Regions from separate parts of the Mus musculus genome. Here regions 2 and 3 are each linked to region 1. A link is a contact called in public Hi-C and Micro-C data. All regions are on one chromosome and are shown on one strand. The core of a region is the stretch at or near the end of the contact, and the rest is flanking DNA. Distances in the headings are between cores, read along the strand shown.

Evidence for each region. Hi-C and Micro-C count contacts between places; a contact is called where the count stands out from the background.
Region 2: a Micro-C map of the AtT-20 cell line shows a contact between it and region 1, with 2.3 times the contacts expected there. The contact joins two enhancer-like sites. A contact is called at or near these places in 9 of 39 promoter capture datasets (the 3T3-L1 cell line, 3T3-L1-derived adipocytes, the HPC-7 cell line and 5 more), 1 of 15 datasets of contacts at CTCF or cohesin (CD8 T cells) and 2 of 484 Hi-C or Micro-C datasets (the AtT-20 cell line and the N1E-115 cell line).
Region 3: a contact with region 1 is called in a Hi-C map of the N1E-115 cell line, with 3 times the contacts expected there. The contact joins two enhancer-like sites. A contact is called at or near these places in 7 of 39 promoter capture datasets (the 3T3-L1 cell line, 3T3-L1-derived adipocytes, the C10 cell line and 3 more), 2 of 15 datasets of contacts at CTCF or cohesin (CD8 T cells and pro-B cells), 3 of 484 Hi-C or Micro-C datasets (CD4 T cells, the N1E-115 cell line and bone marrow-derived DN3 thymocytes) and 5 of 115 datasets of contacts at active chromatin or transcription factors (CD8 T cells, effector CD8 T cells, embryonic stem cells and 1 more).

The regions. Positions count from the first base shown.
Region 1 is chr8:34,298,595-34,302,513 of GRCm38.p6, reverse strand. No RefSeq gene overlaps it. Among named protein-coding and RNA genes, the nearest start is that of Gm29243, 84 kb to the right of the region's middle. Within about 2 kb of position 1,908, at least 34 of the 459 cell types and tissues checked have an H3K27ac peak or open chromatin away from gene starts, as enhancers often do. A contact at or near this core is called in the AtT-20 cell line and the N1E-115 cell line, where this site is marked.
Region 2 is chr8:34,187,064-34,190,982 of GRCm38.p6, reverse strand. No RefSeq gene overlaps it. Among named protein-coding and RNA genes, the nearest start is that of Gm33638, 16 kb to the right of the region's middle. Within about 2 kb of position 2,187, at least 34 of the 459 cell types and tissues checked have an H3K27ac peak or open chromatin away from gene starts, as enhancers often do. A contact at or near this core is called in the AtT-20 cell line and the N1E-115 cell line, where this site is marked.
Region 3 is chr8:34,223,281-34,227,199 of GRCm38.p6, reverse strand. Gm29243 (predicted gene 29243) reads right to left here. Exons shown (of 4, transcript NR_166073.1): 3 at 3,232-3,338; 4 at 1,050-1,169. Among named protein-coding and RNA genes, the nearest start is that of Gm29243, 8.4 kb to the right of the region's middle. Within about 2 kb of position 2,024, at least 50 of the 459 cell types and tissues checked have an H3K27ac peak or open chromatin away from gene starts, as enhancers often do. A contact at or near this core is called in the N1E-115 cell line, where this site is marked.

The DNA of each region.
Region 1 (3,919 bases), core at 659-3,158:
CAATGTCTCATGGAAAGTCATAAAAGGGGATTGTGATCTTGCCTGAGAAGAGCAGGCCTTATGGCCTCTTTTCAGAACACATGGAGCTGACACACCCTCCCCAGTGTTAGAATTGAAGGGTTTTTTTTATAAACCTCCAACCAGGAAAGTGAGCAAGACAGAAAGACAGCTTGATCAGCAGGGCAGTCCATTCCGACTGCTGGAATAAAGGTGCCGGTGAACTGTGTGGCTTACAAAGAGTGGACATGTATTTTTCTCAACTCTAGAAGTAGAAAGCCCAAGCTGTCCAGCAGACTGCAGATCTGGTGTTTGGAGCGGGCTGTTTGTTTCTCGTGAGTTTTTGCACAGTACTATAATGCTGTGCTCGCCTCTAGCAGAATGGCAAGGGGTGGGGGTGGGGAGATCCGACACATAGACTTGGAGGGATCAGAAACATTTAGGCCAAGGAACCCCCAAGCATACATCTTAGCTCTGTTGATCCGAACCCTAGGGAGGTCTCTACACACATCAAGTTGTCTGCTAACCTCTCCAGTGGGCCACGAGTACAACTCTCAAGTTCCTAGTTCTTAGTGGAGTCTAATTCCTTCCTGGGAATCAGAGCCTTTCTGAAAGCACACCACCCTGGTTTACAGCTGCCTCCCTGCTGAGGAGTCCTGCTCATCCCAGAACCTTGACTCTTCTGTCATCCACCTGTTCCTTTTCCTTCTCATTTCCCCTTGAGTCAAGATTGCAATTTTTCAATACAGAACCCAGGGGTCTACCAACTACTTACTCAATCCTGACCTATATACCTGCTTATCAACTTGAACCTCTAATCCAACTGGGCTTCCTCTCCTTCATCCTTCTCTCCTTCCTACTGCCAAGTTCTAAACTGGCCCACAAGCTAAGCCATCAGAGAAAGAGCACTATCAATACCTGGTACAGCATTCATTTTTGAGGAGCCATTGTGAGCCAGCACACCCCTGGACAGTGCTTCTCTACTTTCTGCAGAGAATAGACTTACAGACGCACCCCACGTATGCTGGGAATAGCAACAACTTGGTTTCAGTGAAGAAGATCAGAGGAAGGCACATATAGGCCACCAAGTTAGAATACATTTCCTGCCCCAATCCCAGCTGCTACAGAGGGAAGGGGCGTGGGTCTTCAACTAATAGCTACTCTAGCTTGTTGACAAGCTTTGGTAGAGTTAGTAACCAAGGCAAAGAGCATCCCTAGCAACCCATCCAGAAAGACACATGAGCTCAAGCTAAGAGAGAACCAGGCACCAAGTAAACTGATGACAAACCCTGCTTCCTTATGAGCCCACTGTAAGCACAGCTATTCTTACATTCATGTTTTCCTATTGGTGCTCATGATGCCCGCCCCTCCCCCAGAGACTATTGACAATCACTGACCGCAGGAGAGAGTGCCATCTTCTTTAGCAGTGTCTGTGTTCCATGTCCTAATAAATAACTCTCCATGCATGCATGCACTTACACGCACAGATGCGTGCACACATGCACACACACACACACACACACACCATGGCACGAGAGTCAGAAAGAGACTTGCTGGGGAAGAGTTTCAGTAGAACAGGGCAAGAGTGAGATGAGATGGTGGATATGAAACATGACCACGACCTGCTGTTTGCTTGTATGAAACTGTCAGTAAGGGTGGAGCAGCCTGCTATGGGAACACAGACCAGATTTGGCACTGTGCCTATCAGTTTGCCAATGGCAGTCCTGCCCGACTCCCCCACCATGTGAAGATTTGAAATACAGATGACTTTGAGCACCGCCTCAGGAACACTGCCCTTAGACTTCCGTGTGGCACAAATTTTCCAGTCACCCTCAGTCTCGTCCTTCATGTCTGAGGAAGCAAGCACAGCTACCAGACTGGGTGACGACAGCTGTCCAGGGGAGAAGCCGTTCTTAGACCGGATCTAGCAGATGAAAACCAGACCCACCCCCTTCCCCGTGTGGTGTGGGTCTTGTTCCTGCTTCTGTTGCTGTGACAGCCAAGTGTCAATTATCTCCCATGCGTGAAAGCAAATATTGTGATAGCCTAAGAAACCTACCAAAGTCAGAAGACTCTGGCGGCTGCTTGGCCAGCTGCCCGCGGCGTGTCTTTATTATGGTAATGGCTCTCAGGAAAGGAGGCTCTACTAGATGGAAGGTTCGGTGCTGACCCCTTCAGCAATTTATAATCTTCATTTTCCCATCTTTCTCTCTTGGCATTCTCTATCTGCTCCTTTTTAAGTCTTGTGGTGGAAGTTTGCTTCTCTTTGCTTAGGACAAGTCCATCCAACCATGCATCTATGTCTCGGGACCCAATTTAACATGTGGTTTATGAAGACTCTGGAACTTTGAAGGCCTTCCATATTGTTTTGAATATAAATACTCAGGGTTTTGAGAGAAACATGAACCTGTAGGGTATGGGTGGGTAGATAGATAGATAGATAGATAGATAGATAGATAGATAGATAGATAGATAGATAGATAGATAATACATTCATGCATATATACATACATAGTATATACATACATACATACATACATACATACATACGTACATACATATGTACATACGTACATACATCATGAAAAGAATGATGACGAACGATTGAATGATTAATAGACAGATGTGAGGGACCAGGAATTAGACAGACTCCTTGGTGGGAGGACAGACAAGGAGAGGAGCCGTGATTAGGTAATAAAGGTGGCAAGCTTTCAAAATGGCTGGCTTCTTCCTCACCTTCCTGACATAGGACAAAAGCCTGGCAGATTAAAACAAAGGCCTCATAGACTATTTTCTCCCCGGCCACTAGCCTCCATGCTGCTGGACTGGCTCAACAAGTTCAAGACCACATAGGACATATTACACAATACTGTGGGCCAGTCAACCATCCTATCTTTCTTCAAACTGACCAACCATAAATTAGAGACAAACAAAACAACTCTTCAGAGACTTTTATAAGACAAAGACAGCCCTTCAGAAGAGACTGGAGTCTTCGCTTCCCAGGGTTCCCTCTACCCCTTGCTTCAGAGAGGGTCTTTTTCCTGTGCATCTGCCACACAGGTGTGCATCCTCAACCCCAAGCCTTTCTTCAGCTGTTGCTTCTGTCTGCTGCTGTCTGCAGTGGCTGAGATTGCTCTATTGCCACCTGTCACTCTTGAGATTCTTCCTGCCTTTTAATTTTTTAACTGTCCGAGAAAACAAAGACTCCTAGACAACAAAGACCCCCAATCAAGACTCCCAGAAGTAACAGATGATGACTGCATTGGTAGATACATAGAGGATAGATAGGTGGATTGATGAGAGATGATTCATACAGACTTACAATCATACATACATACATACATACATACATACATACATACATACATACATAAGATACATAAATAAGAATCATTGACTGAAAGATGATGATTTATTGATGAATAGATGGATGATGACTACATTGATAGATACATAAAGGACAGAGGTAGTTTGATGATAGATACATAGATCATGAATAAATTGATGATCAATGATGACTGACAGATAAATAGACTAATGACAACTAGACTGATAGGCTGATATATAGATATATAGAGGATGGCTAGATTAATAGATAGATAGATAGATAGATAGATAGATAGATAGATAGATAGATAGATAGACAGACAGACAGACAAATGTTTTAAGGAACTGGCTCACAAACTGGAAAGTTCCAAGAGAGGTGCTAACACTGCAACTAGAGTCTAAAGTCAGAACTCCCTTCTCCTCCAGAAATCTGGGCCTGTGTTTTCTTAAATCCTTCCATTTATTGAATGAGATACCAGTCACGTTGTGAAAGCTAACCTGCTTTCCTCCAAATCCACCAGCTTAACAGTGAACCTGTTTACAAATACTTTCACAGCAGCCTCTCTACTAGAGTTTAACAAAACAGCTAAGCACC
Region 2 (3,919 bases), core at 938-3,437, 110 kb after region 1:
CTATATATACATACACACACACACACACACACACATATACACATACACACACACACACACACACACACACACACATATATATATACATATATATATATATGTTTGCCATGGTCATAGTGTCTCTTCACAGTGATAGAACAGGGTCTAAGGCACTACACTGTAAGAAACCAATATATATGTTGAATTTCTATACAACCAGTAATGAACAATCTGAAAGGAAATTAAAACAATTCCTTTTTCCAACAGTATCAAAAAACAGTAACCGATGCAGGATACCACTGCATAAAGATGGATCTTAGCAGAATGGAGAAATGGTTCCGTGGTTACAGTGCTTGCTGCATATCCACAAGGACCTGAATTCAAATCCCAGCACCCACATACCAAGACAGGCATATGCTCACTGTGCCTATAGCCTCACTCATAAAGGAGTGGTGACAAAGATAGGGGCTCTCTAGGACTTGCTGGCTGCCAGCCTAGCCAAAAATCAGAATCATAAGGTTCAGAGAAAACCAGCCTCAAAGAAATAAAGCATAAAGTGTTACATCAGTCGTCTCAACTTTACAAATGCTGCGGCCCTTTTAATACAGTTCCTCATGTTGTGGTAACCCCTGACCATAAAATTATTTTTGTTGTTACACCATAATTCTATGAATCATAATGTAAATATCTGATATGCAACCCCTGTCAAAGGGTCCTTTGACACCACCACCCCAATGAGTCACACAGGTTGAAAACTACTGTGTTAGAGGAAGCCACTCAAAACCTTCCTCTAGCTTCTGTGCTTACTCATACATATTACTATGCACATGCAAAGCACGCACACAAAGGAGTTAGACCCAGATCGGTGAAACACAATTGAATGTTCAGAAGTTACTTCCTGGGGGCTGGTGAGATGGCTCAGTGGGTAAGAGCATTAACTGCTCTTCCAAAGGCACTGAGTTCAAATCCCAGCAACCACATGGTGGTTCACAACCACCCATAATGAGATCTGATGCCCTTTTCTGGTGTTTCTGAAAACAGCCACAGTGTACTTATTTATAATAATAAAGAAATCTTTGGGCCAGAGTAGGGTTGACTGGAGCGGAGCGAGCAGGGGCAACCGGAGCAAGCAGAGATTCTAAAATTCAATTCCCAACAACCACATGAAGGCTCACAGTGTACTCATATACATAAAATAAATAAATAAATAAATAAATGAAGAAGAAGAAGAAGAAGAAGAAGAAGAAGAAGAAGAAGAAGAAGAAGAAGAAGAAGAAGAAGAAGAAGAAGCAGTAGCTATGTCCTTAGACTGGTTATCAATTGGTCTTACTGAATGCCAGTGTCACGTGGCTATCCCTAAGGGAGTGTGTTGATCGGGTCACCCCATTCTCTTTCCCTTATAAATTTCCAAAGTTTCTGTTTGTGTTTGTTGTGCTTATTGAGAAAGAATTTGAAAGAAAGGCATGCCTGATTATCATCCCAAAGTTCGGATAAGTTTGGAGACTTCTCCCCCTCCTTGTCCTTTGAGTTAACAATTAGCTGCTCTATCAATGACAGCATTAACAGGAATGAAATTCTGCCCAGCCAAGAAGCTGGGGGAGACAAGGTTCAAGGCTCATATGAAGTGCTGCAGAGCGTAGTTATGCCTTGTCAGGCCCACCCAAGCTCAGGCATCTCTCATAACCAGTTTAAGTGCCACTAATTTTCTAATTCACCTTAATCATAAACCTGAGTAGGAGAGATTACCTAATTGACAATCTCCAAGGGAGGGTGAATTCAAAACGAGTCCATCGGGATCTGAGGCTCACGCGTAGGAGGGCTCACCTCCAGAGAACCGCTCTTCCCATCGGTGAATCATACCGGCACACTCCGGGAGAAAGGGGCAAGAGTTAGGCTCAGTTCCAAGCGCGATGTCACAAGGTTATGCATCAACCCGTAGGCAGCAGCTGTGTTTGGCAGGGGAAGCTTCCTCTAATTAGGTATTGCTCCCTGTGGGCCATCCAGAAGGACCTTTCTTTTCTCCGCAGTTATTAATCAGCTATCCAGTATTAACAAGATCGGATCTGGAAGTATGCAATTCCTCTCTCCATCTTTCCTCCTAATCACTCAGCAGGCCACCTTACTAGCTAGCTCACTAATGAGGAGCTCGGTGACTGACTAACAAATTCACCCTGTTCCTGTCCTTAATGATCACTTGCGAAATGGGATACTTCCGCTACAGAGGCACAGGCCATTTGAAATGCTGAAATCATAGCTTTTCCGTGGCTTTCTGGTAAAACCTTATCTAAATTAGGCAATGCTAAAAAACGAGTAATTGAACATGTATCACACTGAGGAAATGCCTAGCTAGTGGACTTTTAAAAAAAAAAAAAAAAAAAAACACAGATTTAACACTTGGAAGTTGTCTTTCTCCAGAGACTGAGTTTCTTTTAACAAAGTTTCATCCTTCCGGAGCCTCGAGGAAAGAAGGAAAGTAATGGGAACAAGGGAGGGTCAGGGAGGAGAAAGATGAAGGCTGGAGAAGGAGAATATGGTCAAAATATGTGATATACTTTTCCCTTCTTTTTTATTTAATTGAAAGTATGGTTTTTATACAGTATTTTCTCATGGCTTCCTTCCCTTCATCTCCTCCCAGATCCTCCCACCCCACCTCCCCATCCATCCAACTCCATGACTTCTTTCTCTCTTTTTAGAAAACAAACATATATATATCCAGACTAAAAGAAAACAAACAGAAAGAGAGCCCAAAAAACCATATACACTGTACACACAGAGAAGCTTACACAAACTTATACACATGAAACTCATAAAACCACAAAAATCAGAAACCATAATATATAAGCACAAGACCAGGAGGGTAACATAGGTCCAAACTAAGCACTATGTGATCTCTCCAAAACATCTGCAGAGAGACCACTGAGTTCGTTCTGTGTTAGCCGTCTACAGCCGGGCACGGGACCAGCACTTTAGTGTGGTTTCTACACTCCGTGAGAGGCCGTCAGCAAACACTAGTTCTTCTTCTCAAGAGGTTGCCAATTGGACATAGCTTCTGGGTTAGGGATGGGAGTCTCTTATCCAGTTCCCCTCTCCGTGCTAAGACCCCATCTGTCTTAGGCAGATGTCTGATCTGTGCAGGCTCTGCGCATGCCTGGCCCAGTCTCTTGTGAGTTCATATGTGTGTCCTACTGTATCTGGAAGGCACTGTTTCCTTAGTGTCTGCCTTTTATTCTGCTTTTACCTCCTCTTCTGCAGAGTTCGCTGAGCCCTAAGAGGAGGAGTTTGATGAAGACATCCTATTTAGGACTGAATATGCCAAGATCTCTCACTCTCTGCACATTGTCTAGCTGTGGGTCTCTGTATTAGCTTCTATCTGCAGGAAGAAGTTTTTCTGAGTGAGACCTGATCTACAGGAGTTAGCAGTCCTTCTAGGCTCCACCCAACAGTTACCTAGCAACAGCTAGGTAGGCGGGGCTTGCTATAAAAGGGACTGCTTGGCCTCCCTTCCCTCTCTGACTCTTTTTCCTCTCAGACCCTTTTCTCCCTCTCTCCCCTTCCCCTCCCCACTCCCCAATGTTCCTGTCCACCCTCTTCCCCCCTTGCCCCCCCCTCCTCCCTTCTGTTTCTACACCCTTCTCCCTTCTCAACTCCCCTTCCCATGCCCCCAAATAAACTCTATTCTATACTGTACCTGTTGTATGGCTGGTACTTCGGGGAAGGGGTGCCTCAACATGGACCCACTGAGGTATCCCCTCCCACCGCACCATTCCGCGCTCTATAAAACATATCCTGGGTTTTATAAAACACATCATTTGGTGTCTTGACTCAGATTTACAAACTCGCAGGTTCACATTTCCCGCTGCCGCATGGACTTTCCAGCCATCAGATCACCAGACCTCTCCATCCAAACACCAGCAAATTGGTCAGCTTCCCCCATCGGTCA
Region 3 (3,919 bases), core at 775-3,274, 75 kb after region 1:
GGAGGGAGGGAGGGAGGGAGGGAGGGAGGGAGGGAGGAAGGAAGGAAGGAAGGAAGGAAGGAAGGAAGGAAGGAAGGAAGGAAGGAAGGAAGGAAAAAGGAAGAAATCATAATCCATTCTGAAAGTCTGTTCAAAGTGTAAAAATCACTAGTATGGACGCATATGCTTGGAATGTCAGCCCTTAGGAAGCTGAGACATGGGGATTATAAAGTTAAGCTTACCCTGGAATACACAGAAAACAGCTTCTCAAGTATGAACAGAGAGGGAGAGGGGTGAGGGAGATGAAAAGGGAGAGGGGAGACATAGGGAAAGGGAGAGGAGAGAGGAGGGGGAGGGGGAAGAGGAGGGGGAGAGAGAGAGAGAGAGAGAGAGAGAGAGAGAGAGAGAGAGAGAGAAGGACATTTTGAAATAAAACTCCAGTTCTCCCAAGAAATAATATCTATAGAATGAAGTTTTGAAGAGTCACTCTGAAAGAAAAAAAAAATATTAGGGTCCAGGGTATAGCTCATGTTAGTAAAAGCTTAGCATAGGCAAAGCTCTGAATTAAAATCCCCTACAAGGAAGGAAAGAGGATGAGAGGAGAGAAGATACACAGCAAAACTGGAAATCAGAGATACATAAAATCTATGCGATTCTGTTTTACAAGCCAGCACAGTTCAGGGTAAAACATACACTCACACACGGAGAGTCAGTACAGGTTTTTAGAAAACAAAACAAAATCTCCTATCAAGAAATAATGTCAAGGGGGCGGCAGGGATGGGGGGGTGGCAGGGATGGGGGACGGGGAGATGATCCAACAGTTAAGACACTCTCACACAGGGTCCAAGTTCAATTCCCAGCATCTGCATCAGGTGACTCACACCACCTGCAACTCTAGTTCCAGGAAATCCAGCACCCTCTTCTAGCCTCTGTGGCCTTGCACATGTGAGTAAACACACACACACACACACACACACACACACACACACACACACACACACACATATATATAAATTAAAATTTTAAAATGTCTTTAAAAGAAATAAAAATCAAACAAAAGAAAGAGTAAGTGAATGGGAAGATTCACAAGTATAATTTTTAATCAAAATAAGTTTTTTAATGCTATGCCACAATTTGAATTTAAAAAGGATGCTTCATTTGCATATCTTGAAAGACCTTGGATTTCATCTCTAGGAGTGAGAGAAAGAGAGAAAATTATAAATCAATATTTAGTAGTTCAGCCAGGAAAACAGTATTCCATCAGTTCTAAATGGTGTAGAAGCTTAAGGGTCTAGTTCATCACAGTAGTCAAGGAAGCCAAATAGGTTTTCTTCATGAATCTAATTTGCATCTCAAGTAACTCAACAGAGCTAGCTTGTGCTAGCACACCTTCACTATCCGGTCTTGACAATACTGCAGGGCACTGCCATTTGCTTATAGGTTCTGAGTGATCAGACGGCTGAGCCCCCCAACTCTGCCATCTGGCAGCATCCTCTGGCATCCCGTCACTACCTTTGTCCTTACTCCCAGACTCCAGCCAGTTCTTGGTTCCACAGGCCACAGGCGTGGGGTGGGGGCGGGGCAGGAGGGTGACTATGAACAAAGGTTATAGCTAACAAGAGTGCTGTTGCTGCACATACCAACATCATTAGGGTTTGAATGGGTCCGGTTTTGACAAGCACCAGATCCGGTCCTGCTTTAAGAGGGTGAATGTTTGCAGGAGTGGCAAATGTCAACCCACCACAGATGGTGAATGCCAAGTGTCACCCTCTGACTCATTTAACATTTGGATTAGTGACCCAGGAAAGTGTAAACGGCATGTTAATGTTATCTGTGGATGACACCATACGGGGCAATGAGCACATGAGAAGGTAATGCAGCCGGTCCCGGGGACTCCAACAAAGGAAGAAGACCGGATGTCAACTGGGCAAAAAGAGATGAGCTAATGTAATAGGCTTACAAGCCACAGATAATGGATGGGCTGATGGCCGACTCAGATGGTGGTAAAACAAGGAGTGAGTCACACACAGCACACCATGATTCCATACAGAGCCCACGCTGTCGGGCCATCCTGTCAATGAGAGGTTCCAGCCACTGTCTGGTGGACACTGTGTGTGTGCTTTCACAGTAAAGAACAGCTAGGACGGTGAGTCAGAGAAGAAAGGCATGAGGAAAGGGAATTCTGGGGAAATAGAAGATGAACTGGGCGAGCCTTCTGCAAAAGTCAAGGGTACAAAAGTTCGCTTCTGCGTGCTTCTCTTGCTTAGACTCCCTTAGTGTGGCTTCATCTCAGGGCCAAGGTGAATGGAACCTCTCTCTCTCTCTCTCTCTCTCTCTCTCTCTCTCTCCATCTTGAGCATCACATTGGGTCTACAAATATTAAACTAATATACAGCCTTGGCTCAGGCTCTCCTCTGCCTGACTTCAGGTTCTCAGCACTGTGCTCAGAGCAGAAGGCCCTCTGTTTACTCTCAAGTCTCTTTCCCATAATATAACCAGCCAGTTAGTGGCCGTAGCACTTTCTCCTCTGCAGGTCTTCAATTAAACCCTCAAACGCTGTGACAAAACTGAGGGAAGGAGATGGGAGTGGAAGATGCTGGGTGGGAGCCAGAGGTAAGGAACTAGATTAATCTGCCTACCCAGCCCCCACCCCCACACCCCAGGCTCTGCGGAAGCCTGCTTTTACAGTTCTCTATTCACAGTTTTTCAAACTGTTATCACTGCTTTCCTGTCCTTATTCTTCTTTGTCAGCAAGCCCACCCTTAAGCAATTAACCGTTCATTAACACCTTCACGGAGAATAAAAGGAAGCAAAAGGAATGGGGAAGAGAGGAAACACAGGCTATGAGCTCCGACTCTCTGAGACAGAGAAATTGTTTTGTTGATACCATGAGCAGCATCCAATGTAAAAATCTTATTGCTACCTACAGAATCTTTCTTGGAGCCAAGAGCAAGAGATAATGGGGTGAGCGGGATTAGATTTGCTTCTTCCTTTAGAGTGTATTGTATTATGACCCTCGACCTTCAGAATCTTGGGAAATTGTCTTAGCATCAGCTGGACCCTTAATCTACAGAAGGAATTTAGTTACTTACGATCGCTGGGTTGACTCTTCCCTTACTGAAACCTCACTCAATGGAAGTCAGCCTGAAACTTGCGTAGACTGCTATAGCCACTGGGGAAAGGGGGGGGGTAGGAATGATCTTCTTTGTCACCACAGGGAACTTGGGGAGGTGGCTACCCCAGGCTTCTTACCCATCTCCACTCTGTAAATAAGGCAACAGCAGTAGCCACCCAAGTGAACCAAGCAGCCAGCAAAGACTCTGCTTCCCAATGAGGACTCCGTCAGCCATGGCATCTCCCTGCGGTAGAGGAATGCTGTGGTAGGAATGCTGTGGTAGAGAGCTTCCCACTAAAATCAGTTGAAGAAAGTTAGCCTTCTAATAGGGAAAACCAGCCTTCGGTTGGTGGTAAATATGGAGACTTTATGCAAAAAGTCAGACGGAGGGCGAAGATTTCAAATTTCAAGACTCAGAAATGCAGAAATGCATGTGTTCGATTTTGAAGTACCTCTCCATGGGATACCAAGTCTCCTTACACAGCTATCGGTTTGTAAATCAAACTCTGACTCATTCCAGTATTGAAAACACATCTCAGACTTCACATTTCCAAGGTCCAGTTATGTCCACTCCCAGGTATTTCCATCTTTTACAGACAACTTCACCATTATTCTCAGTACTCAGATGAGAAATCAATTGTGACATCAACTTTGGCTTAAGTTAGATTCTCCTCTTCTGTCTCCGTCTTTCTGACTTTGTTTCTTTCTGTCTCTGTCTCTCTGTGTGTCTGTCTGTCTGTCTCTTCATCTATGTCTCTCTGTCTTTGCATTCCCCCCTTCCCCTCCCCATTCATCCATCCAACCTACCTACCTCTGCTGACCATT